Linked DNA regions of Arachis hypogaea: region 2 is linked to region 1. A link is a contact called in public Hi-C data. All regions are on one chromosome and are shown on one strand. Each heading gives the region's core, a stretch centred on a gene start, on an enhancer-like site or on the middle of the called end of the contact. The rest is flanking DNA. Distances are from core to core; before and after follow the strand shown. Region 1 holds the start of LOC112794247 (peroxidase 7). Region 2 holds the start of LOC114927559.

Region 1 (5,015 bases), core at 1,181-3,680:
CTATGAATAGAGACAATTCAAACAATATTAGTTAAAATCTAGTATTCTATGAATAATCATAATTAAGGTTAAAAAATAATACTATTCATACACTAAATACGGTTAACATTTAGTTAAAAAAAGTCTAATTATTGTTAGTCTTTATAATTTTACTAAATTTTTAATTAGGTTTTTATATTTTTTTTTAGTTTTTACACTATTTTTAATTTTATAATTATATTCTTTTTATGTCAAAAATGTTAAAATTAACAGAATATTTTTTCTACAATATATGCGGTAAAAAATCTAATTAGGTTTTTAAGTATGAATACCTTTAATTTACGAAGAGATATTTGATTAACTTTAATATTTTTTACATTAAGAAGGACCAAATTATAAAATTAAAAATAATGTAGGTACCTAATTAAAAAGAAAAAAATATAAAAACTTAATTAAAAATTTAGTAAAATTATAGGAACTAATAAAATAATTAAACCTAAAAAAATACTCTTAACATCTGTATAAAAATATTATTATTATTAATTAATTATGTATTTAGATTATTTTAAAATCTTTTTTTGGTGAATATTATTTTTTAATTAAGAGTAAAGTATCGTTTTTGTCCCCAATGTTTGGGGTAAGTCCTATTTGTGTCCCTAACATTTAAATCGTCATATTTGTATTCCTAACGTTTATAAAAGTGATTCAATGTTATCCTACTATCAATTATACTAACAAATCAGATTATATCTTTTAATTATTCTCACTTGGATATATTCATTCTCAATTAGGTCCCACTTGAATGTGTTCGATTTTAATATTATATTCACTATTTGTGTTTAGATTCAATTATGTCCCTAAAAAAGTGAATTATGTAAATATTGTAGGAATTAGTTTCAACTTTTGATGAGCTATTTTTCAAAGTGGATCAACGATTCTATCCCAAACATTTGTATTCTAACTTCAAGAAGAGATTTTTAAAACTCAAACTACAGCGTTCATGTTGTGTAATTGACGGCAGGATAATATTAAATCACTTTTACAAACGTTAGGGATACAAATAGGACGATTTAAACATTAAGAAATACAAATAGGATTTACCCCAAACGTTGGGGACAAAAACAATACTTTACTCTTTAATTAATAAACCAAAGAGAATACATGTTAGTTATTAAAAAAAAACTAATATAAAAGTAACCCATAATAAAATTGAAAAAAATAATAGTTGAGTTATAAATATTTTGTTAGATTACCTGAAAGAACAACTAAGTCAAGGAGAGTCAAGCCCTTGGATTGAAAGAACTCAATCAAAGAAGTAATATTTTCACGGCCAATGGGAATGATTTGAGTTTCTTTAGCAATGGAGATTCTGCCATCTTTTCTACCATAAGGAACTGCCCAATAGGGTCCACCCAATTCAACAGTGGCATCCCTTGCAGCTGCACTTAGAATGTCAGCACAAGACACTGTGTTGGGGCAAATTCTCTCTAACTCTTCCTTTATATCATTAATCACTTTAAACCCCCTTAGCTTCTTGCTTGCTTCTGCTCTTCTCTCACTCCCATCATGGTCCAATAGAATGGACCCATCACAACCCTGTATCAAATAATTGATCAAGTAATTTGAGTTCGGATCTTAAAGAATCCTTCAAGAGCATCTCTAATATTGTTTTTTTTTTTCTTAAATTCTAGTCCCACTTATAAAAATAAGAGTAAAATAAATGAAAATATATAAGAAATTATTTTTTAGATTAGTCGACATCAGTTCATTTTTTTATTGTCGAAATTATTTTTTAGAATTTACAATTTAATGTTTAGACACTATAAAAAAAATTTAATTTTATCACGTTTAAAAGCGTATCAAAAAGTAAAAAAAAAAACATAACCACAAAACTGGCAATGCTTTTTTAATTATAGTCACAGTTTTTTAAATAGAGGAGTTAGCAGAATTTGTAATGTATAGTCATCAATTAATCATTATCAGTATTTTTAATAATATAAAATTATTCATTTTTCTTTTAATAATTAAGTACTAACCAGATTTTAATAAAAGTACATACCCTAAATTTTCTCTTTTAAACATCAGTAGTGACGACAATAAATTTAGTTTAATAGTTATGAAAAGTACATACATACCCTAACAACGCAATCATGAAATTGCAACCTGAGAAGACTCGCTGCCAAAGTGTGATCCTTTTGAATCCATACTTTGACTTTGTTATGTAGGATGGATTCAAATTCAGGACAACTTTTAAGATAGTAACCAAAAGAAAGAAGATTATCCAAAATGCTATCATCTAATGTTGGAACTTGGAGTGTGAAAACATTGTCACTTGGGACTGTCTCATCATCATTAGGATTGTTGGCTGAGGCTACAATGGTGTAAAGAAGCAAAAGGAGAAGGAATGTGAAGAAGGAAGAATTTGCCATATTCACTTTATATGAATTGTCATATAATAAATTTCTTCCTTCTGTGTGATATATACATGAAGATTAGAGGCATTGGTGGTTAGTAGTATATACATGTATTATAGACAAACGTGGGGCGCACCAAATTATTATGCATGCATGACATGCTAGCATGTAGCATTGTTTTCCTTTTTTTTTTTAAATGCAAAGTCGATCATGTCTAGCATGAAATAAATTAATATGTGTTTTCTTTTATTATTTGTCATTGGTATGAGGACTAATGACTGCATGATTGATCACCGTATGAGCATTATTGAATGAAAAATATAGAAAACCAACATTTGACAACAATAATTATTTATTATTTTTAAATTAAAATTAAAAAGATATTGATATCAATTAATTAGATATTTAAAAATTAGGGTCGTAACCATTGGAAGTGTTTGTAACGTGAAGTAATAAGAGTCACGCTATTTTCAATTCTCTATTACTGTTGAAGGTGCACAAGAAAAGTGTGAGAACAGAGCAGAAATGGAAACAGAGAGAAGTAATGAGAGTTCTTGTACAAGTTGACCAATCCTAACTTTCCAAAGAGTGTGGAGAACATAGACGGAAGCAGCGGTTTGGTCAGGATGTCCGCAACCTGTTCAGTGTTAGAGATGGGAAGCAGATGAATAAGACCTTCTTGGAACTTGTCGCGTACAATGTGGCAATCGGCCTCTATGTGCTTCGTGCGCTCGTGGAACACCGTGTTGGAGGCGATGTAAATTGCAGATTGGCTGTCACAGTAGGTGCTGATGGGCTTGGTGAGAGGCATTCCTAAGTCCTTCAAAATGAAACTGAGCCAAATAGCCTTCTTAGTAGCAGCGGCGAGCGCCCGATATTCAGCTTCGGCTGAACTGCAAGCAACTGTCACTTGCTTTTTGCTCTTCCATGAAATCAGGGCAGTGCCGATGTAGAAGCAGTAGGCTGTCACAAATCTTCTTGAATCAGGACATGCCGCCCAATCGGAATCAGCAAATCCAGTGACACAGAGATCAGAGGTGGCCGAGAATACTATACTAGTGGTAGGTGAAATTTTGATGTATCTGAGGATTCGATGGACAGCACTGAGGTGAGAAGTAGTGGGATGGTCAAGGTATTGACTTAACTTTATGGCAAAGCTAATGTCAAGTCGGGTGTTGGACAAATTGAGCAATTTGCTAACTAACTTTCGATATTCCGTAGAATCTGAGAGGGGAACGCCTTCAGTTTTACTGAGTTTGGTACTGTAATCCATAGGGGTAGAAGCAGGCTTACAGTTCTCAAAACCAGCATCCTTCAAGATGTTCATAGCATACTTTCTTTGATTAAGAAGAATGTGCAACCTCCACCCAAATAAAGAATTTCAAATCTCCAATATCCTTGATTTTGAACCTATCATCCAAGACTGTTTTGACAGCATTAACAGGGGCAGTGGTGGTGCATTTTGAGGTGCAATTTGTTTGAAAATTTGATAGTTCCATCTATGTTGCTAATGGTTTGTGCACCATTAGGCAACCGAATGATTATAGGAGCTATCTTGAAATGAGTTTGAAAATCTTCTAGGCAATAGCATACGTGAATAGTAGCTCCTGTATCTATTATCCAAGAACCATATTTTGATGCAGAAATGTTTAAAGCCAACACGCTTGACTTAAAATGCATGATATACACCAAGTTACCTTGATGAGGTACTTGTTCTAGAGTTGTGAGTTGGTTAGCACTGTGGATCTGCTTTGCCTCTCCCCTGTTGAATAAAGCTAGTAGGGCTGAGCTAGTAGGGCTGATTTCTGCTCTAGAGTAAAGTCAACATTGGAAGTTTCATTTTCTTCCACACAACCAGAATCGTCAATGCCATCGCCATTTATTTCAGCACTGAAATTCACTGCTCCCAAACCTCCATTCGAGTTCAGATTTTTCTGTCTAAGATGAGGAGGAAAACCATGTTTCTTGTAATATACATCCACTGTGTGGCCTCCTTTATCATAGTATGAACACTGCATTCTACCTTTTCCCATTTGTCCTCTCCCAGAGCCTTGGAGTCTACCTCCTCTACCTTTTTCTCTCCCTCTGCCTTGTGAGGCCTCGGCAGTGTTGAAGGAATTGGTAGAGTGTAATAAGATCTTGGGGTCTATGGATCATCCATGGTTTGGTTTTGCCTTTCTTGTCTAGTCATCATGGAAAACACAGTCTTTAAATCTGATAGGAGTTCCATTAGCATGACCTGAGCTCTAAGATTCGCAAACTGTTCATTAAGTCCTCTTAGGAATCAAGTTATATGATCTTTCATTCTATATTTTCGCATTTCTCTTAATCCACAAGTACACACAGATTCACAATTGCAGGGTGGAATTGGCCTAAAATCATCAAATTTTTTCCACAACGACTTCAATTTTGTGAAGTATTGTGTCACGCTCATTTTTCCTTGTCTTGTTCCGTATAGCTCCTCCTGCAGTTCTGTAATTCGAAATCTATCACCTTTATGGTACCTGTGTTTTAGGTCTTCCCATAGCTCATATGCAACCTTTTTCCACATCACGCTTCGGGTGATTTCAGGGTTCAGTGAGATTTTAATTCAGGCTAAGAAATATGTATTACATCTATCCC
Region 2 (5,015 bases), core at 1,752-4,251, 530 kb before region 1:
TTCGTGCTAATCTACAAAGAAATGTGTTTAAAATGCATGCTCAAATTAATTGAATGATTTAATCGGTCGAAGCTCCAAGTTTAATTAGTATATTGATTTAGAATTGCATTATATGCATTAGGAGCTTAATCTTTTTTTATACTCTCTATTTTCTAATATGTTGTTTTCACAAATCACAATGTATAATTTTTTTTCATTTTTTAGTAAATTTTCCTAAATACAAGTGCCTGATTATCTAGTGTATAATTGTACATTGATGAAGACTTAAGAGATAAGTTTTTGGCATTTTCTACTTGTTTCTCACACACACTTTTCATAGTCTCAATAATAATAATGTAACTAAATTTTATGGTCACTTGCCTGAATTTTTTTCTTCATATTTGGACCACCCCATGAAAAAAGGGCATAATGTAATAAAGTTTGAGAAAAAATCTGATGATATAAAAACCAGGGCAAAGCATTTCAAATACCAGATGAGTTAAAAATTAGTCCTTTCTAGGATCAGACGTGAACTGGGTCATATATCGTTGGATTTTTGAGTTAGAACGAATGAAGTATTTAAGAACAGACAACAAAGAATGGGTTCTTTTTCCACTACAAAAATAAACGGCATCCATGAAATGTAAAATCAGAACATTTCAGTTGAAAACCAAAAGAGGAATACAATCTATGGGTTCTTTTTCCACTACAAAAATAAATGGCATCCATGAAATGTAAAATCAGAACATTTTAGTTGAAAAATAAAAGAGGAATACAATCTGTGGGTTCTTTTTTCACTACAAAAATAAATGGCATCCATGAAATGTAAAATCAGAACATTTCAGTTGAAAAACAAAAGAGGAATACAATCTATATGCTATAATGATTTTTTCCATTTCGTTTTGAAAAAACCTACTACAACTGATAAAAGAACTCACCTTTCTGTTGAGGATGTCTGGTTGAAGATGTGCTTCACCTGTCACAACGATAACGAAACTGCTATAGCAACGTGGACGCAGATGGGAAGCTACGCTGGCAGTGCTGAAGAAGAAAGCCAAACAGGTTAAGACAACGATAGGTATTCTCTTCTTCCGGAAAGATTGAAATTAGGGATTGTAATTTCTGTAATTGAAAGGGTAATTATGTCTTTTTACTAATATTTTCTCTCCTATCTCAGTTTTCTGCCGAACTATGAGGTGAAAAATTTTAAATGGGCCCAGGCGTACTTTTTTATTTTCCGTTTATTTTCCTTCCTGATCCAAACGAAGGAAAATCAAATTTTTCGTCCCTTTTCTTCTCCCCCATTTTCTTTCTTTCCAAAATCATCTCATCCAAACAAAGTGTTATAGTTGTTTTTTGTTAGCTGGAAGAAGAGCCTCTAAGATAACCTTTCTCTTGTTCTTGTCAATTTCAATCCTTTGTTTCTGCACCAAGAATCCAAGAAAATTTCCTGCACTAATATCAAAAATACATTTTAAGGGATTCATTTTTAATTTATGCTTTCTCATTCTTTCAAATGCTTTTTTAAATTTTCTAGATGCTCTTTTTTAGCATTTGATTTGACAACCACATCGTCAACATAAATTTTCATAAAATTTTCAATAAAGTCATGAAAAATTTTATTCATCGCCCTTTGATAAGTTGCACCAGCATTTTTAAGTCCAAATAACATCACAATCTATTCAAAAGTTCCTAAAGCACCTGGACACTTAAATGCAGTTTTTGACATATCTTCTTCAGCGATATATATTTGATTATAACCTGAATATCCATCCATAAAATATAAAATTTCATGAGCGGCAGTAGAATCTATCAACATATCAGCTATAGGCATTAGACATTCATCTTTTGGTGTTGCAGAATTTAAATATCTAAAATCAATGCAAATCCTTAATTTTCCATTAATTTTCATGACAGGAACAACATTAGAATTCCAGTTGACATACCTTGTTGTTCTTATGAATTTAGCCTTAAGAATTCTTTCAATCTCTTCTTTAATCTTCTGCACGACTTCAGGAGCAAATCTCCTTGGTGGCTGCTTGATAGGTTTGATATTGGCCTTCAGTGGCAATTGATGCTCTACTAATTTATAACTCAAACCTGGCATTTCTTCATAATCCCATGCAAAATAGTCACAATATTCCTTTAATATCTCCACTATTTCTTTTTTGAAATCATCAGGCAATATCTTGCTCACACATGTCGGTCTAGGATGATCACCGTTACTAATATCTACCTCATCCAAATGATCTTGCACCTCAACTTTCTTCACATTGTCAGTATTATTTTTTTCAAAACCTAAAGGACCATCATCATATATACAATCATAAGGTACACTGTCAATGCACCCTTCTCTGTCCGCCATATAGGCTGACAGCCGAGCCAGTTGGCTCGTCAAACTTATCATCTACGTCTCTCCTGAGGCCGTATCTGCCCCGACCTTAGGGACCAAAATAAAACCATTCATATCTATTTTTCACATCTCAATTTTTTCAGGATTAAATGCCTTAGTGTCAACTGTCAGCGGCTTGACTCCAGGATTATACATCCTGAACTCCACATGCATTTCATCATAGTAACAGGTACTATTGTCAGCAAGAACTTCTTCCACTCCTCCATCTTCATTCCAAAAAATTAATTTTTGATGTGAAGTGGATGCAATAGCACCCATTCCATGAATCCAATCATGTCCCAAAAGCAAGTTAAAACCAGCTTTAGATGGAACAACAACAAACAGAGTTAGCCTATTGACAGAACCAACCTCAATTGACAGTAGAACCACACCTCTAACAGAAGAAGTCCTTCCATGAAAATCTGTCATCCCAATGCTACTTTTGATCAAATCTTTTTTAGTCTTTCCAAGCCTTCCCATCATTCTTTCAGGCATGAGATTGATAGCAGCTCCCCCATCAACGGAAATCTTATTGACTATCCTTCCATCAACACGAGTCTTGATATGCAGTGGACACAAATGTTCCTTATCATTTTCAGTAGGTTTCTCAAACAATCCTCCACCACACATAATGTAATCTAACAATAAGCATTTGCTTCCAGGAAAGACATCATAACAATCATCTTCTAATGATTCCACTTTTCAGACTTGACTATACTCCTCAGGTAGTATTGACACCACAGCTATAAGTTGCTTAACACCAAATATCACTTCTAAGTTGTCATCAAAACCAGTGTCAATATTGTTAGTAATTAAATCTTCATCTTTTTCTCCCTTATTTTCAACCATTACCTTCTTTTCAGCAAGATTCTTCTTTACATTTTTATTGCATTTAGGATGATTGAAAGAATTGCCTGTTTTTGCAGACTTAGCCATGGTTGGCAAAGGAGAAAAATCTACACTGTGCCCCTTGTATGGATCTAAAGGAACATACTCAGGTATATTCTCTTTTTTCTCAAAGGTTGTAAAAGAAGAATACTTTGGAATATTTTGACAATTTGGCCAAGGAGAATAATTAGGAACCTGCTGCATGTTAGGATTATAACAAGAATAAATTAGCTTTGAGGGAATAGGTATATTTTTTGGAATATATGCACTACCTCCATCTTGTGCATGATTCATGTTCCATAACTAGGACTCGTAGTACCTGAGCTTAAAAGGTCTAGGCCTCACCCACTTGTTTTGCCTTCTTGAGAAAGCGGTAGGTTGATTCTACACATTTTTCACATTTTGGACCCATTTATTATTTGAAATTTTGGTGGAAAGAATCCTTGTCTTTTGAGAAAATCCATTGAGTTTTCCATCAATCATGACTACAGTCTTCATCTTCTAGTTGACGGGTTGTATCCCAGCGCTGTTGACACACTTGTTCAAAGAAATCTGACCATCCAACTTTTGTTTTTCCTCAGCTATCTTTCGTTTTAGCTCATTGGTTTCATTCTCTTTTTCAACTCAGCCTTTTCTTTCTCTTCAATTTTGTACTTTTAAAACTTCTTTGTATCTTCCTTGTAAAAAACAGCACTGCACTTTGAGTACATAGCGATAATGCTGTCAGATTCTTTAATTATCAATAAAAAATCTATCAAATCCTCACAAGGATGAGGATAAACTGGCTTTTTGTCTTGCTAAAAAATTCTCAGGTCTTTATTTTCATCTTGATCACTAGTCACTATAGCGTCAATTCCTACCATGTTGACTAACAAATTGAATGACTCAACATAATTTGAATCAACATCAAACGGTTCAGTGTCCACCTTCATAGCAGTTTTATCCTCAAACTTCAACCTTCCCTCCTCAATAAATTTTTGTATCAAATCCCTGAAATGGACGCAATTATTAATGGTTTGTGAGAATACCTGATGAAATTTACAAAATTTTTTATTCTTTATTTCATCAGTTGAAGGCATATTTTTTCCTTCCGGTAAAATAAGCTGCTTATCTTTTGATAAAACTTCAAATATTTGATCTGCCTTATAAATATCAAAAGAATAGGTCTTATTTTCAATTTTGAAATATGAAGAAACTTTTTCTTTTCCTTTAACAGACTTCAAAGATTTGCATACATAAGGAGGACCCCCACGTAATTCAGCAATATAAACTTCTTTCTCATCTGAATCATTGCTATCGGAAAACAATCAACATATGCAACCTTTTTAGAACCCTTTTTGAAAATTTTTTTCTTTCTTAATTTGTTCTATTTGTCTTACTCTCTCAACTAACTGAGAAAGATATAAAGAATGTTGATTGACAAGTTTCTTCCTAATTCGAAATTCTAACCCATTAGTATCCATTTTGACAACTTTTGTTTCTGGAATCAGAGTAAAACACTTATTTCTCATGTTTCTAAACCGTGCCAAATAAGTGACAATAAATTCTCCCTTTGCACGTTTGACAGAGAATAAATCTGCAAGGCTAACTTTCAATTCACCTCAAAAAAATTGATCATGAAAATTTCTTTCTAACTGTGCACAAGTATGAATAGAATTTGGTCTCAAGTTGGAGAACCATGTAAATGCATTTTTTGTTAAAGAAGAAAGAAAATATCCCATCTTGAGATATTCATTAGAAGCTGCTTCCCCAATTT

The links. A called contact is a pair of places that touch in the nucleus more often than the background predicts.
Region 2: a contact with region 1 is called in a Hi-C map of leaf, with 5 times the contacts expected there. The contact joins the promoter of LOC114927559 here to the promoter of LOC112794247 in region 1. A contact is called at or near these places in 2 of 8 Hi-C or Micro-C datasets (leaf and an unstated tissue).

Annotation. Positions count from the first base shown.
Region 1 is chr4:20,603,169-20,608,183 of arahy.Tifrunner.gnm2.J5K5, reverse strand. It overlaps LOC112794247 (peroxidase 7), which reads right to left and starts at 2,430. Exons shown (of 3, transcript XM_025836349.3): 1 at 2,115-2,430; 2 at 1,233-1,575. The coding sequence starts at 2,408.
Region 2 is chr4:21,136,637-21,141,651 of arahy.Tifrunner.gnm2.J5K5, reverse strand. It overlaps LOC114927559, which reads right to left and starts at 3,001. Exons shown (of 1, transcript XM_029297582.1): 1 at 2,456-3,001. The coding sequence starts at 3,001. The coding sequence ends at 2,456.